Regions from separate parts of the Drosophila melanogaster genome. Here region 1 is linked to region 2. The links are chromatin contacts, called in public Hi-C maps. All regions are on one chromosome and are shown on one strand. Each heading gives the region's core, a stretch centred on a gene start, on an enhancer-like site or on the middle of the called end of the contact. The rest is flanking DNA. Distances are from core to core; before and after follow the strand shown.

Region 1 (7,007 bases), core at 3,268-5,767, 5.1 Mb before region 2:
ATAATATATCAAATAAAGACAATTAACATTTAGAACGTAAATTTCCCACGTGCTAATTAAGGATCACATACACATCCCTCTGCTTAAACATAAGTTGATTAGTTCTATGCTATCTTCTCAATTACAAGTTCTTAGTCTAAAATGAAGAACTGACCAATGCAATGGGAGTTAACATCCTTAACAGCTAGTTATGCATATATGGTAATTGAAGTTCAAACTTCTCTGAGTTGCAACTTGTTGGTTCACAAAGTTTTTTAGAATTCCAAAGACTGCTGCAATTTAAGCTACAAGCTAGTCACATGAATATGGTAATTAAGTCATAATATGCCTATGTTTTGATGTTTAAACTTCCTCTCTAGATGCTGACTAATAAGTCATAATAAGCTTATGTTTTGATGTTCAAACTTCAAACTCTCTAAATGCTAACTATAAGTATGGTAATTTAAATCTTAAGTAAATTGAAGTTCAAACTCTCTCTAAATCCTTACATTAATGCGATTTGCAGCAGAGCTCCACAGCCCATCCTGTCGATGGTTGTAAAACGACTGATGCTTATAGACTAGTCCGCATGGCGATAGAGTACGATCTGCAGCCGATTGCCTGGACCGGATCAGCATCAGAATTTCGGCGGGTGCTATGAGCTCTCGGCATTCTTCTTCTTCAGCGTCTCCATGACGCCGGCGAAGTTGGCCGTCTTCTTTTTGGCCGACTTGGGCGTGGACGTCTGGCTGCGGACGCGCATCTGGGTGGGGGCCACATCGTCGCTGAAATCAAAGTCGTTGGCCTTCTGCGGTCTGCGGGGACACGAAAATCAATCATAAGTTATGTTAACCTTCGGATGGTGCTGCACTTGTTCTTACTCCTGCTCAATGGCGTCGGTGGCCTGTTCGAGTTCCTTGCTATTGCCGCCAGATCCCGCCTCCGGCGATGGAGCCCTGCGTCCCGGAAATTGCCATTGCAGTTCCGGAATATTTCCCGCCTCCAGCATCAGATAGTAGCCCTCTAGCTCCTCCGCGTTGGCGGAGAACTTGTCCGCCGTATTCGCCGCCGGCTCCACATCCGTTGCCATCGTTTTCTCGGATTTAAACAATCCAAATGAACTGGAAATTTGCGTTTCTTTCCACAATAGAACCTATTGGTTTCGCGACCTTTCTGGAATGAAAGCGATAGTTTGCTTTGGCGTGCTTATCGAACAGTTATCGAACGTTCGTTGCTATCGATTTTCGGGCTTAGTGTTGCAAAGTGTCCGAGCTGGGCGGTTGATTTGAACACATTTGCTGCTCGAAATGGATTTTCTATTTATAGGTTTCATTATTCTCTTCTTTATTAAGTGCACACCCATGCCCGGAATGTTTCCGCTCCGAGTGCACACAACTTCGAGGATTGTTCTCGATGGCGCATTGTTTGGTTTAGGGGGAAGAACAATATTATCTTGTTGAGACTTTTACTTTTTAGGATGGAAAGTATGTGTTTAAATATTGTTAATCTGTACAAAGAAATAAGAACTAACAAAAATTAGACTTCCTTTTTAATGTATATTCCTCAAATTACGAACAAACGCTAATATGTTTTAGGAATATTTTAAAAGTCTTCTTGGCAATTTGATTTGCACTTGAAAACAGCTAAAATGCGTTAAAGAAACCAATCTCATGCATATGGAAAAGCCATCGATTATTCATTTTATTTGTATTTATTTACTTTGTGATTACTAAATTCTTAGAACTTTATTCAAAATCATTCTCGCCCGTCATGCTGCCGTTCCTGCTCCTCCGCTCCGCTCCGCATCATCCATATATATATATATATATATATATATATATATATCATATATCATATATCTCAGTTGATCTGATCTGATCGGGTCCACAACCGATTGCTGCCGGACACGGATATCCCTGTGCTGATCCTCCTGCTGCCTCACGAGCCCTCGCTGATCCTTGACTCGTTGCGGCTGGGTGTTTAGCGTTCTTTTCTATGACTTACACATACCATACATATACATAAGTATTATTATTATTATTATAATTATTATTATTATTATTATTATAATTATAATTATTATATTGTGGTTTGCTGTTTGCTTGCTTTGTATACTCGTATATAAAAAAGAATAATCGTACATATTTAATTTAATTAATTAAAAACACAATTTGATTGCAAAAAGAAAGGTTTCTACAATACGTAATTAAATACGGATACGTCCTGATCGTTGGTATTGTTGCCGCCACCGCCACCGCCTCCGCCGCCGCCCCGATTGGAGGAGCCGGATGATTTGTTAGAGCCATGAGCGGCGATGGTCAGCTGGTTGGCCTGATGGATCACCGAGGTGATGTCGCTCTGCGACGCCGAGATATCCTTGCTGGTCAGCACATCGCTGCTACTCGATCCCGACGAGATGTGTCGCTCGGCGATGCCGTACTGGATCGGCTGATAGCCGTGACTTGGATTGTACGTGGCCGAATATGGCATATAAATGGGCGGGTTCGGTAGCGGCCCGATGTCGCTGGTGATGCTCTCGGTGTCCGCATGGCTAAGCGCATGGCCGCCATGCCCGTGCGGCAGCTGGTGCGGATGCAGATGTCCTCGGCCCAACAGATTGGGATTGCGCTCCTCGTTCACCACGTAGTAGCACTGCTCCGAGAAGGTCAACTTATTGACCGTATGCTTGATGTAATTGCTGCGCAGCATCGCCGAGACGATCCTTCGCGCCTCCCGCCTATCCTGAACATCCTCCACATTCTCCAGCACCCAATTGACCGCATCGGCGCCGATAAATGCATTGGGAATCGTTATCTTTAGCCACATGCGATCCCTGATCTCCAGGCCGCTGTCCGGCTTCGTCATCGCCTTAACGATCTCCTCGAGGTTATTCTGGTCCAGACGCTCCTTAATCGGCTCCGCAATGTCGGCAATAATACTGTCGTGCGATGTGAGGGCCTGAGTGTGCGCCACCCAAGCACCGGGATCGATGGGTCGCACCGGCTCCGTGCGCGGAATGGTGAAGTAGCCCTTGGGATTTGGGTCCCAGCACTTGGCCACCACCAGCTTGATGGGTCCCGGCTTCTGAACGACTTCTCTCAGCACACGTACCGCCTCGTCGTTGGTCATGTTCTCGAAGTTGACATCGTTCACTTGGAGGATCATGTCGCCCGGTTCGATGCGTCCATCGAGTGCCACTGCGCCGCCTTTCATGATGCTGCCCACGTAGATGCCGCCGTCGCCGCCGCGATTCGATTGCCCGACAATGGATATGCCCAGAAAGTTGACCGCCTCCATGTTGATGGAGACGGTAATGATATTTAGGGACATGGTCGAGTCGGTTATGGAGCTGTACGAGGAGGTGCGCGACATGCTGGGCGCCCGTTTTTTGCGCCTCTGCGGCTTCTTGCGCACCTGCAATCGCTGAACGCTGCTATAGTCGGTCATGTCGCGGTCCAGCGTCAATTCGGATTCGGTGCCAAAGAGACTGGTCGAGTCCAGATCGCTGGAGAGCACGGATGCCGATTGATATGTGAGCGGTGGCGGCTGCAGCAGCGGATTGCCCATCATCTTCTGGTGATGGAGCACCTGCTGCTGTTGCTGCTGCGCCAGCTGGACAGGCTGCACCTGCTGCTGCTGTTGTTGTTGCTGTTGCTGGTGCTGCTGCTGCTGTTGTTGTTGCTGCTGCTGATGCTGCTGCTGTTGCTGCTGTAGCTTCCTGTTGGTCAGACCCATGCCCAATTCACACTCACTGGTTGGCAGCTCGGAGCAGTTATCTGACTGATTGGTACCATCGGCGGAGACCAGCCAGGACACCACTCGCCCATTGAAGCAGGGCAGTATGGTGGAGTCGTCGGCTATTTCCTCTTTGACCACACCGAAATCGGCGTCCATTGACTTGAAGAAGTACTTGTAGTTGTTGTTCTGCTTGTTCAGCACCAGCTTGAAATCGCGCAGCGTCACCTGGGCGGATGGAATGGGGATCTTCACCAGATACGGCGTCGTCTCATCGTCGATGTGGTATATCACCTTCGTCTCCTGCCCGCCGCCCCTGTCCGCGTCCATTTTAGCTGCGCCGACTGCGGAAATCCACGGGAAAACTCCTCGACGCGATAAAACGCGATCAAAACGAAATGCGATGGATGCGGTGGGGAGGTGGCGTGGGAAGTTGGTGGGGAAAAATCACAGGGAAAACGGGATTAAGCCAGGGAAAAGCCGATACAACAAACAAAATTCACTCGATTTTGCTTTTCTCCCCCTGGTCGCTCTAGCCCTCTCGCTCTCGCACGCGTTTCTTTTACTTTTTCTTTCTCTTTTTTTTGGGCTGGGTATTTCGATTCAATGGAAGCGGCGGCTGTTAATTCGTCGATTTGCACGGCGTTGATATTGCTCCATTAGCACGATTTGGTGCGCTTTAATGTCGGTGCACGCAGCGGGGGCAGGGCGAAACGAGCATATTGCTAGTTTATCAATAAATTTGTTAGAATTTTGAGACTAAAAAAAAACAGTGTGTTAGCCGCTCGTCACGCACGGAATGCCAAAGCGCCGGGCAGTTGGTCACACTGCCGGCGATGCCAGACCCTTTCGAATTCGAACATTCTTAACATTTTCTCAAACGAATATTCTGAAAAAGCGTATGGAAAACTACTAAAAACTGCAATGTATTTAGTTTCTATTGGAAATGCTCTCTCTAACGATATTTGCTTTACAATTTGAATGTAGTTCAAACACTTTTAAAATTAAATACCAAAGTTATCGATAAATATCGTTTAATTTGAATACTTATTCAAAACAATAAATTTATTATAATTTAACAAAATAGCAATTTCTATTACATAAAACATGTAGAATCTAAAACTACAGCTATATTGAACTCTTAATTGTATTAATTTACCATATAATGATGTAGCATAGTTGAAGAGTGTCCTGTTTAAAAGTAGAGTCTTTATCCTTGTCATGGAAACTTGACCAAGGAAACTCATCCATCCATCCACTTGAAGCCTGCGTTCCTTATCTTCTTTCGCTTTTCACACGAAAATCTCTAGCGTTGGCCGCAGTTTATTTATAGCTGCCCGATTTCCAGATAACCCCGCCCGCCATTTATCACGCAATGGCGCTCGTTATTTAAATCAGTTTTCTCTTTTATTTGTATGCTTTGAATTGGGATCACTTAGATATACACTCGACTAACTTACTGGCTAGTCCTCCACGCGGGCGTAGGCACATGTACGCCCGGTTTTATATTATTGAATCGACTACGATAATAGCAATTTAAAAAAAAAGGATTTCGAAGGGGGCGGGACTCGCGGGGAAGGCGGAGGGGGGCTATGTATTCCAACGCATTTAAAATAAAAATCATTATTGATATACCTCGACCGCCCGGAACTTCGCAATCCCTTCGAGAGTTGGGCGAGCATTTTACAATTAATTGTTTTCTTTAGTTTAGTTTATATTACATAGATACATCTGCCGTTTGTATTTATGTATGTCCGTCCGCTGTTTATAATATACGAGATATATATATATAAAAATTTATATAAATATATATATATATATATTCATATATATAAATATATAATTATATATACGTGTATATATATTAATATATATTTATATACATACATATATATATATACATATAAATATATATAAATTTACGCTACACTAGCTATTACAACTAAGTTAATGGTTTTACAAAAAAAAACTTGTATCTGTTTTATTACAACTACAGCATAAAACGAATTATCGAGTGTCCGCTTTGTTTGTTTGTGTATGTGTATGGGGGAGGGGGATGGGGATGGGGAGGGGAGTGCTGTGTGTGAATTATTTTTTACAATGTGATACGTGCTCTTCCTGTGGCCACCATGGACCAGGCCTCCACGCTCACTTAGCGTTGACCAGCTCGACAATGTTGCTGCTGATCGAGAGGCGATCGACGATATCCAGCAGGATCTCCACATCCTTGATGGTGGCAACCGTCTCGGGGGCACCCAACAGATTCACATGCTTGCCATCGATGTTCGCATAGAAGCATTTGTTCTTGAAGATGACGGCCCGATCGTAGGGCACGCGGCACGTGTTCTTGTCAACGACAACGCGCCGGAAGAGCACGCACGACGGCTGATACTTGTGACGGTCCTCCTCGGGTATGTTGTACGCCTTGAGATCGCCCGTAAAGATGGTCATTGTCTGGCGGGGCATCATCGACGGCGAGACCTTGTACAGCGTCACCTTGCTGGTCCATTTGCCCGATGGCACCTTTATCCGTGACGCCACATTGGCCAGCTTGACCAGCGCCAGCTCCAGGCAGGTGCGCTGCTGGCGCGCCATCTTCGACAACATATCCTTGGCCGTGCTAACCACATGCCACGTCTCATAGCAGGTGATCTTCTTTACCACACGACCATCCTCCTCGTGAAACGTTGTGGTCTCGGGCGGAAAATATTTGGGACTGTTGGCATCGTCGATGCCACCGCCGGTGGGCAATATTTCGCGCAGCGTTGTCAGCTCCTTGTCGCGCTGCTGCTCCTGCTGGTTCTCCTTGCTGCGACGCTGCGGAACCAGGCTCGGCTTCTTGAACACCGGCTGGACATCGTTATCGGCCAGCAGATTGCTCAGCCTCCGGTCCGCAATCAGCGCATTCACCGACGACGCTGTCGTGGACAGCACATTGCGCCGATTGTTGTTCAACTTGTTAACCGCTACCGCTGCTGGAGCGGACGTCATCGCCGCCGACGCCGCCACCGACGTCGTTGTCGTCACCTGCTTGGACTTGGCATTGGCATTGACATTGGCATTCTTACGGGTAACAATAGATACCGGTATATTATCGATATCAAAATCGAGATCTGGATCCGGATCGTCCTCTTCGGTGTCGACGTCCGTGGGACAGAGCTCCTTGCCCATGCTCATCAGCGGTTTCATCGACTGCGTCTTCTTGCCCATTTCCGCGTTGAGTATCCTGGGCCGGGGCTTCGGCAGTTGACTCTGGATATGCACTGGTCCCATTTTGGTATTGACACTACTGT
Region 2 (6,795 bases), core at 559-3,058:
CGAAATTGGAGCCACAATTGGAGTTTAAAAAGTACATAGTTCTTCCCTGAAGGGAACACCTACCCGTCTCTCGACTTTGACGCCCAGATTCTCCTCGATAAGATCGTAGTCGTCGTCCTCCAGTCGATCGTCCAGATCGTCGTCCTCGTGCTTTTTGCGCTTCTTGCCGCTGCCGACGCCATCGGAATCGTAACCACTGCCATCGTCCTCCTCGATGGGATTGTCGTCGATCAGATCTTTGAGCTCTTCGCGCAGCCGTTCCTCGTCGTCTACGGAATAGGGCAATAAGAATATCGGTTTACCTTTTACCTTCATTGTAGCCGCAGATATACATATGCAACTGAAAACTGTTTTTAAAGCTTAAATTTAAGTAATTCACCCGGTTTTGAGAAAGACCTACATTTGATAAATTACCTAGATTTCGATATAGATAAGCCCTAACCATTGATTATTCCAGCTCCATCTATTGAACTAATTCTCCCTCCCTGCTTTGATTTGCAATTTCTTGGAATACGCCGCGTTCTTCCAATTCGCCGCACTTGTTTTATTTACTGGAACGAGCGCAGCTGTTTGTTGTTGTTGCTGCTGCTATTGCTACTGCTGATGCTGATATTTGATGGCCACGGTAGCACGGTAAAAACACAAGACCTAACCTCAAAGTTGTAAACAAAAGAAGTTGCAAGCGTGTGGCATTGGCCAGTTATAGGTGCCTTTATCCCGGATATGGACTGTTCCGATCGATGGATGGTGAGAGGGGTGAAAAACCCGCCAGAGATCGCCACATACGTATGTATGTATGTATGTATTTGTACGCGCCTTCAGCGGCTCCAGTGGAAAAACTCACCTTCTTCTTCTTCGCTACTATCGGAGACGGCCGCCTTCAGTTTCTTGAGTCTCTTGCGCTCGTTGACGTCCAATTCTTCCTCCTCCTGCGGGAAAAACGAAGAAAAGCCATTTGGTTAATTCAATATATATGTAGGCACATATGTATGTACACACACGCAAGGCGCAACGCACACCGCACACATAACGACGCACGAACGGTACGCGCTTCTAGAAATAGTGTTTTTGGGGTTCCGCAGACACCTACCTCCGATTCCTCGGCCTCGGAGTCCAGAAATTCGGCCATAATATAATGGAATAAAGCTTAACTTAATAATAAAGTGCGTATTAATGCAGAGAAACGAAGAGTTTGTGAGCGTTTCTTCCTCTTCTCTTCTTCTTTATTTCTCATCGCATTGCACAAAAGTTGGTATTAAAATACTAGCTAAATACTAAATACCACGAACAGTTTTCTACTGTTTACAGTACAGTTTGCTGTTAGCTTACAGCAGTGTTCTCGCTGCCAGCCCTGGTTTGCATTGCAGAACTACAGTGGATCCTTCCTATAACCTATGGTTAGTTATCCGTTTTCATGTGCTGACAACAATTGGACAAGAATTTTGCACACATACTTGTATTGATAAGCGGGAAAATTCCCCTATATGGGAACACACATATGCCCTTTGGTCTCAACGATGAAGTTTGCTAATTTCCATTATAGTCCATGGCATACTTCCTTTACATAGTTGACTTTTATGAGTTCTTACCGAAAAACCAACACTAATTGTAGCGCATAATAATTTCTCTCAAAAACTAGTGGTAAACGTAATGAACAATAATAATAATAAGCAATAAACAAAATTCGCAAACTTGTGAATTAAAAGTTCTTTAAAATTATTAGTGCATTTGGTATTTTGTGTAGCTTCTAAAGCCTTATTTTTGCTGGCTTTCCTTGTCTTCCCGTACACGGGCACACTTGTCGCGCTGCAGTTACATTTACTGCTCCGCCGTCTCTGGGCACACTGTATTGTTGTTGCTCGACGAGGAAATACTATTAGTATTTTTTTTCGTTCATCCTGAAAGTTTAAGTGGACGAAACGAGCGGCGGCCGACTCGACACCGAGCCGAAATTCAGAAAGTCTATTGCTTTGGTCGAGAACAGATTGTCAGGGAACTTCACTTCATTTACGCTCCCAAACAAACGGCAAAGGTAGCATTTCCAAAAACGAATTAAATCGAAATCCAAATAGAAATAGAAGTAGAATTAGAAAAGCCATAAGCGCAAGTTAACGAGACAAGACAACAACAATTCGATTCGGCGGTTTTTGTTTTTTTGCCAGTGTGTGTTTGTGCTACGCTGTGAGTGTGCATTAGTGTCCGGTGCTCCTGTTGTTGTTCTTGTTGCTGTTGTTGTCGCTTATTGTTGTTCTTGCTGTTATTGTTGCTGTTGTTCGCAAGGCACAATAACACAGGCTCATACAATTGCGAATATTTAGAAAAAGCAAAGCATATACATATGTGACAACAAACGCCAAGGAAAAACTGGAAAGCTAAGCAAAGGAAAACCAAGAAAAAGAAAACAAACAATTGAGAAATTAAGAAGCGGCAACTGAAGCAGCAACATGGACATATTGAATGAGTTCAGCAATGTATTCTGGAGTACGCACATTTGGCTGCCGCCGAACACAACCTGGGCGGACATTGCGCCCGGCTCGCGTCCAGATGTGGTGCACGCCAACTACAAGGACCTCATATGGCCCATTCCATTCGCCGCTGTTGTCATGCTGGTCCGCTACACGCTGGAGCGGTAAGTTTTCCACGTCCATTTTCCCCCCTCCGCACTCTTCCCAACCAACTGACTGACTCCCTTTCCATTCTCGCCATTCCCGGCAACATGATTCCATTCCGCCTCTTTCTCTAACCCCATTCATACGGCTTTCCCTCGCTCTCTCCCGCTCTTTCTCGCTCTCCTTACCATTGAGTAAGCCCACCGCCCCACGTTTGTTGCACCATGTACAGTAAACTTTATTCATAATTCCTTCTTTTCTCCATTTCATTTCATTTTTTTTTTATCGACAAACATAACCTCACGTGGAAACGCCCAACATTCTGCAAGCGTCCGTGTAAATATATATATATATGTGTGTGTGTGTGAAACAGCGCTTGTTTGCTTGTGTGCGGTTTGTGCGGCATACACGCGTTTTTTGTTGCTGCAACTCGAAGTTTTCCCTTTCCAAGCGACGCCGGCTGCAGTTTCCAGCCAGCCGGCAACGAATTTCCCACAAAATATTAGCCCCACTCCATCTTCAAGTTCCTACTAATTGTTTAGTCAAAGGGGAAACATACATACATATATATATGCACATACATATATATTTGTTTATAGTCAGCTCCATGCGGTTTTTTTTTATGATTGTATGGCCCGCTGAGAAATTGGGATCAAAACTGGCACAGTGGGGCAAATACATAGTTAATCAATTGGCCAATTGTAGGAAGTATTTTTCATAAATATATCCAAGCCAAAAAACGGATATTTATTGACTTGTCAATAATAAGAAAGTCAACGATATGAAAACCATGTTTGTTCAGACTTTTTAACGACTTCAAGGAAAACCACTGCTGCATTTGCACAGTGCGAGATAACTAAGTTTCGTACAGGAAAATCCATATTCACAAATATTTTATTGCAATTAAAGTGCGAAAATGTTTTGAAATGCCAAATTTCCACGCCTGTTTGACCCACTGTGAGCCGCTGGCATTTTGGTCGCTTTTCAGGCCAATTAACCAGCGCGTCGCATTTGGCTTCAACTATGCATACATACATACATACATACGTAAATATATGGCTGTGAATATTCGAACGAGCGGCAAAGTTCGTGTGTGCGGTTCGCGTGCACTGGCATTTGCATGTGGCGGAGTTGTAATTCTCATATTTTGCAATGTTTTTGGCTGCCCTTAATTTGACATAAATTGCCAGCAGCAAGTCCAGCGGACTGGAGTCCAAATTCTGAGCATCATTATCATCATCATCATCTGCCCTGCAGGACAGTGACAGTGACAGTGCTGTTGAGCCTCGCTAATATCGCCAGTTATCTAATCCAAATTCCAAAATATTTTAACCTGACCTAAGCTGTGGGTTCATCTTATAGAATTCGAACTGTGACTCTTGTTTTCATTCCATTTTCAGCTCTTTTTCGTCGACTTTTTTGCATTCACGTTTGAAAATGAAATTGAGACAAAAACCAAATCTGTTTCATGGCGGACCACTTTGGTTATTTTTTTTCTTTTCTTTTTTTTTTTTTTGTATTTCTCTGCTTCTTAAACGAGAATTGGTCTTCAAGGTCGAATTGGGGTTTTGCCTGCTGCTCTCCCATTAAGATTTATTGAATGGCAAAAGTCGCAATCGCAGCCGAATCGATTGGTGGCTCTCCCAAAGTGCCATCCATAGTGGGCATAGTGTGGAGCCACCTTGGACAGCACCACTAGCACCACTCCACGCCACTCCGATAAGATTTGCGCCAAGATTTACGTATAAAACCTGATAACAATGGTGCTCAGTGCCTCGATTGTTTTACGACGAACTCTCGAATGACTGTTTCCATTTTCCCCATTTGTTGGGCGTGTGTGGGTACAGCAGGGGCGTGGTCGATAGGGGGGAGGGGGTCTGCGTGGATGGTTACAGGTGTGTCATTAACATTTATTTGGGTCAAAAGAGTGCAAAAGGGCTTAGCTGGCCATTTTGCAAGCTTAGAACGCGATTTCTTTATGTTCATTTGGCCAGCAAGCAACCAAGACGTGGATTTGTACAAATTGCTCATTGAATGTGCTTTGGAGGAGATTAATATGTGTTTGCTTCAAATTAGGATAAGTAACTAAACGTATAGTCACTTCGCCCACATCGTGTGCTTTTTTTTTTAAGAGTATGTATGCTATCTTAGTCCGTGATTCGTCAACCGTTTTTCATTGGCGGGCCTGGCCAAAACTCACTTGGCCCGCCAAGTGAGTCATTGACTCGAAAAGTTTTTCCAAATATGTGCGCACTTTATGGCCCGATTGGCGGCGCTTCCCCAATGGCCACCATCCAATCCACCCACCACCACTCTGCCACATACTAAAGCACGCCTTGGAATGTGGTGCGGACTGGATTGGGGTTTATGTTTATGTTTATGTTTATGCTGGGAGGGGGAGGAACAAGTGAGAGACACTTGCTAAAACAATACGCACAGTCGGCGCCAAGTGAATACGGCTCGTCAGCTTGCTTGTCCATCATTTTGAATTGAAACTTGAATAAACTGGGCTATTTATCGTTTTTATACAAATGCAGATAAGATAGTTGTATCTGTGGATGATAAATCGTAACCATAATTCAGTTTTCGGAACTCTGCTGTCTTACGACTAATATTTATAATGGTATTATAATCTTATAGCCAGCCAAATCCCCATAAAGCTAATCATCGTTGAAATCATCCCACCTGGCTGCTCCAAACCTATTTTTCAGATAGAGCTCTCAAGTGGGCTAGTTTGCTGGACGCAGCTGTGCGTGGGGCATGTTCGTACTATTTGTCCGCATTTATGTTGAAGCTTTTGTGATACGTAATCGCCAAGAGGCGACCCTCGGAGCTCAGCGCTCTAGTGCGATAAAATTTCAGGTTAATTATTTTAATGGCTCACATGCAAACAGCAATCGGGGAAATGTGTATACATGCATATATTGTACATACATACATATATTCAAATATACACACTAAAACGCCGGCCAATGGGCAAATGCCAGCTGCTCCACCATTGCTCTTCTTCTTTCTGCAACCTCTTAACTTTGGATTGGCAATAGTGCTACCAGGGAACAGCAATCCCAACCAAAACCGATCCGATCCCTAAACCCGTTTCCCAAAGTTTTCCACACTCTATGCCGGTCACTCGAATTGCTTATCGTGCCGATTGCCCAATGGTTAGTCAAAAAAAAAAAAAATAAAATAAAAAGAAGTAGCACAGAGCAAAATGCCATAAAACCGAAAAAGAATAGAATTAAAAAACGCACGTGCTTCACGCACCAGCTGAGCATTGGAATGGGGGGAATGAGGAGCACTACCTGGTGGTCAGGTGGGTACTCAACTGCGGTAGAGAGCGGCCGTCGACTCGATGCCGGTGCAGTTCGTTTAATGTTCAATTAGCACCTCTCATTCATCTCTGGGAAAAAACATATAAACTAGTTTTCATGAAACTAGTATTGCTAAATATTACTTTGAAAAGGATTCCTAAATATCTTAGTTAATAACTACGAACTTGAGATTTTATTCATTACACCCTCACCATTATTTCCACTGAAAGATTAAGCATTTAGTTAGTTTCTGCTAAAGAATATTAACATTTAATTTACAAGCTGCAAATTAACGGATTGGTGATAAAGCAAATTGAAATGTAGAGCATGTTTTTTTTTTTTGCGATTAAGGCGATAGGCCTTTGAGCTGAGTTAGTCGCTGACTAATGGCGCTTATGCTAAATTCCCCAAGTTCCATCTGGCAATCGGTGGCCGTGAGTCAGACGTCGTCGTCCAAAATCCAAAGAACCCAAGTCGGGCCACATATAGGATATAGCCCATAGCACTCACTTGGGCTAATCTCACAATCGTCGTCGGTTTGCCTTGCGTGCTGAATTATCGCTGACAAGCGCAAGTAATTCGCCAAACAACAGGCGACATATATGCTATATAGTATATATATATATATATATATATATATATATATATTCTGTACAGCTTGATCGCCAGTGGGCTCCGAAATTTTAGTTGTGCCGGCGATAAGAGCCGAATAATTGCCAGTGCATTGCACTTTGAGCGCAATTCGTGCATATTGCCTAAGTGAAATTTAATAAATGCGTTCAAATAATGCTTGCTGGTGGCTCTAATCGCAAACTGTCATCGCGTTGCAGCTCAATCAAAACACCATCATTATTCGCACGAAACCCAACGAATTT

Evidence for each region. Hi-C and Micro-C count contacts between places; a contact is called where the count stands out from the background.
Region 1: a Hi-C map of the Kc167 cell line shows a contact between it and region 2, with 3 times the contacts expected there. The contact joins the promoter of dsh here to the promoter of schlank in region 2. A contact is called at or near these places in 2 of 107 Hi-C or Micro-C datasets (the Kc167 cell line and the S2 cell line).

What each region holds. Positions count from the first base shown.
Region 1 is chrX:11,353,391-11,360,397 of dm6, reverse strand. It overlaps dsh (dishevelled), which reads right to left and starts at 4,517. Exons shown (of 1, transcript NM_078563.3): 1 at 1,674-4,517. The coding sequence starts at 4,044. The coding sequence ends at 2,173. It overlaps CG1737, which reads right to left. Exons shown (of 3, transcript NM_001298189.1): 3 at 4,859-7,007. The coding sequence ends at 5,863. It overlaps Pa1 (PTIP associated 1), which reads right to left and starts at 1,162. Exons shown (of 2, transcript NM_132484.4): 1 at 861-1,162; 2 at 1-794. The coding sequence starts at 1,069. The coding sequence ends at 635.
Region 2 is chrX:6,262,241-6,269,035 of dm6, reverse strand. schlank (schlank,) reads left to right here and starts at 1,808. Exons shown (of 7, transcript NM_167063.3): 1 at 1,808-2,032; 2 at 2,319-2,629. The coding sequence starts at 2,445. Spt6 (Spt6,) reads right to left here and starts at 1,239. Exons shown (of 6, transcript NM_143705.3): 1 at 1,091-1,239; 2 at 845-929; 3 at 64-269. The coding sequence starts at 1,129.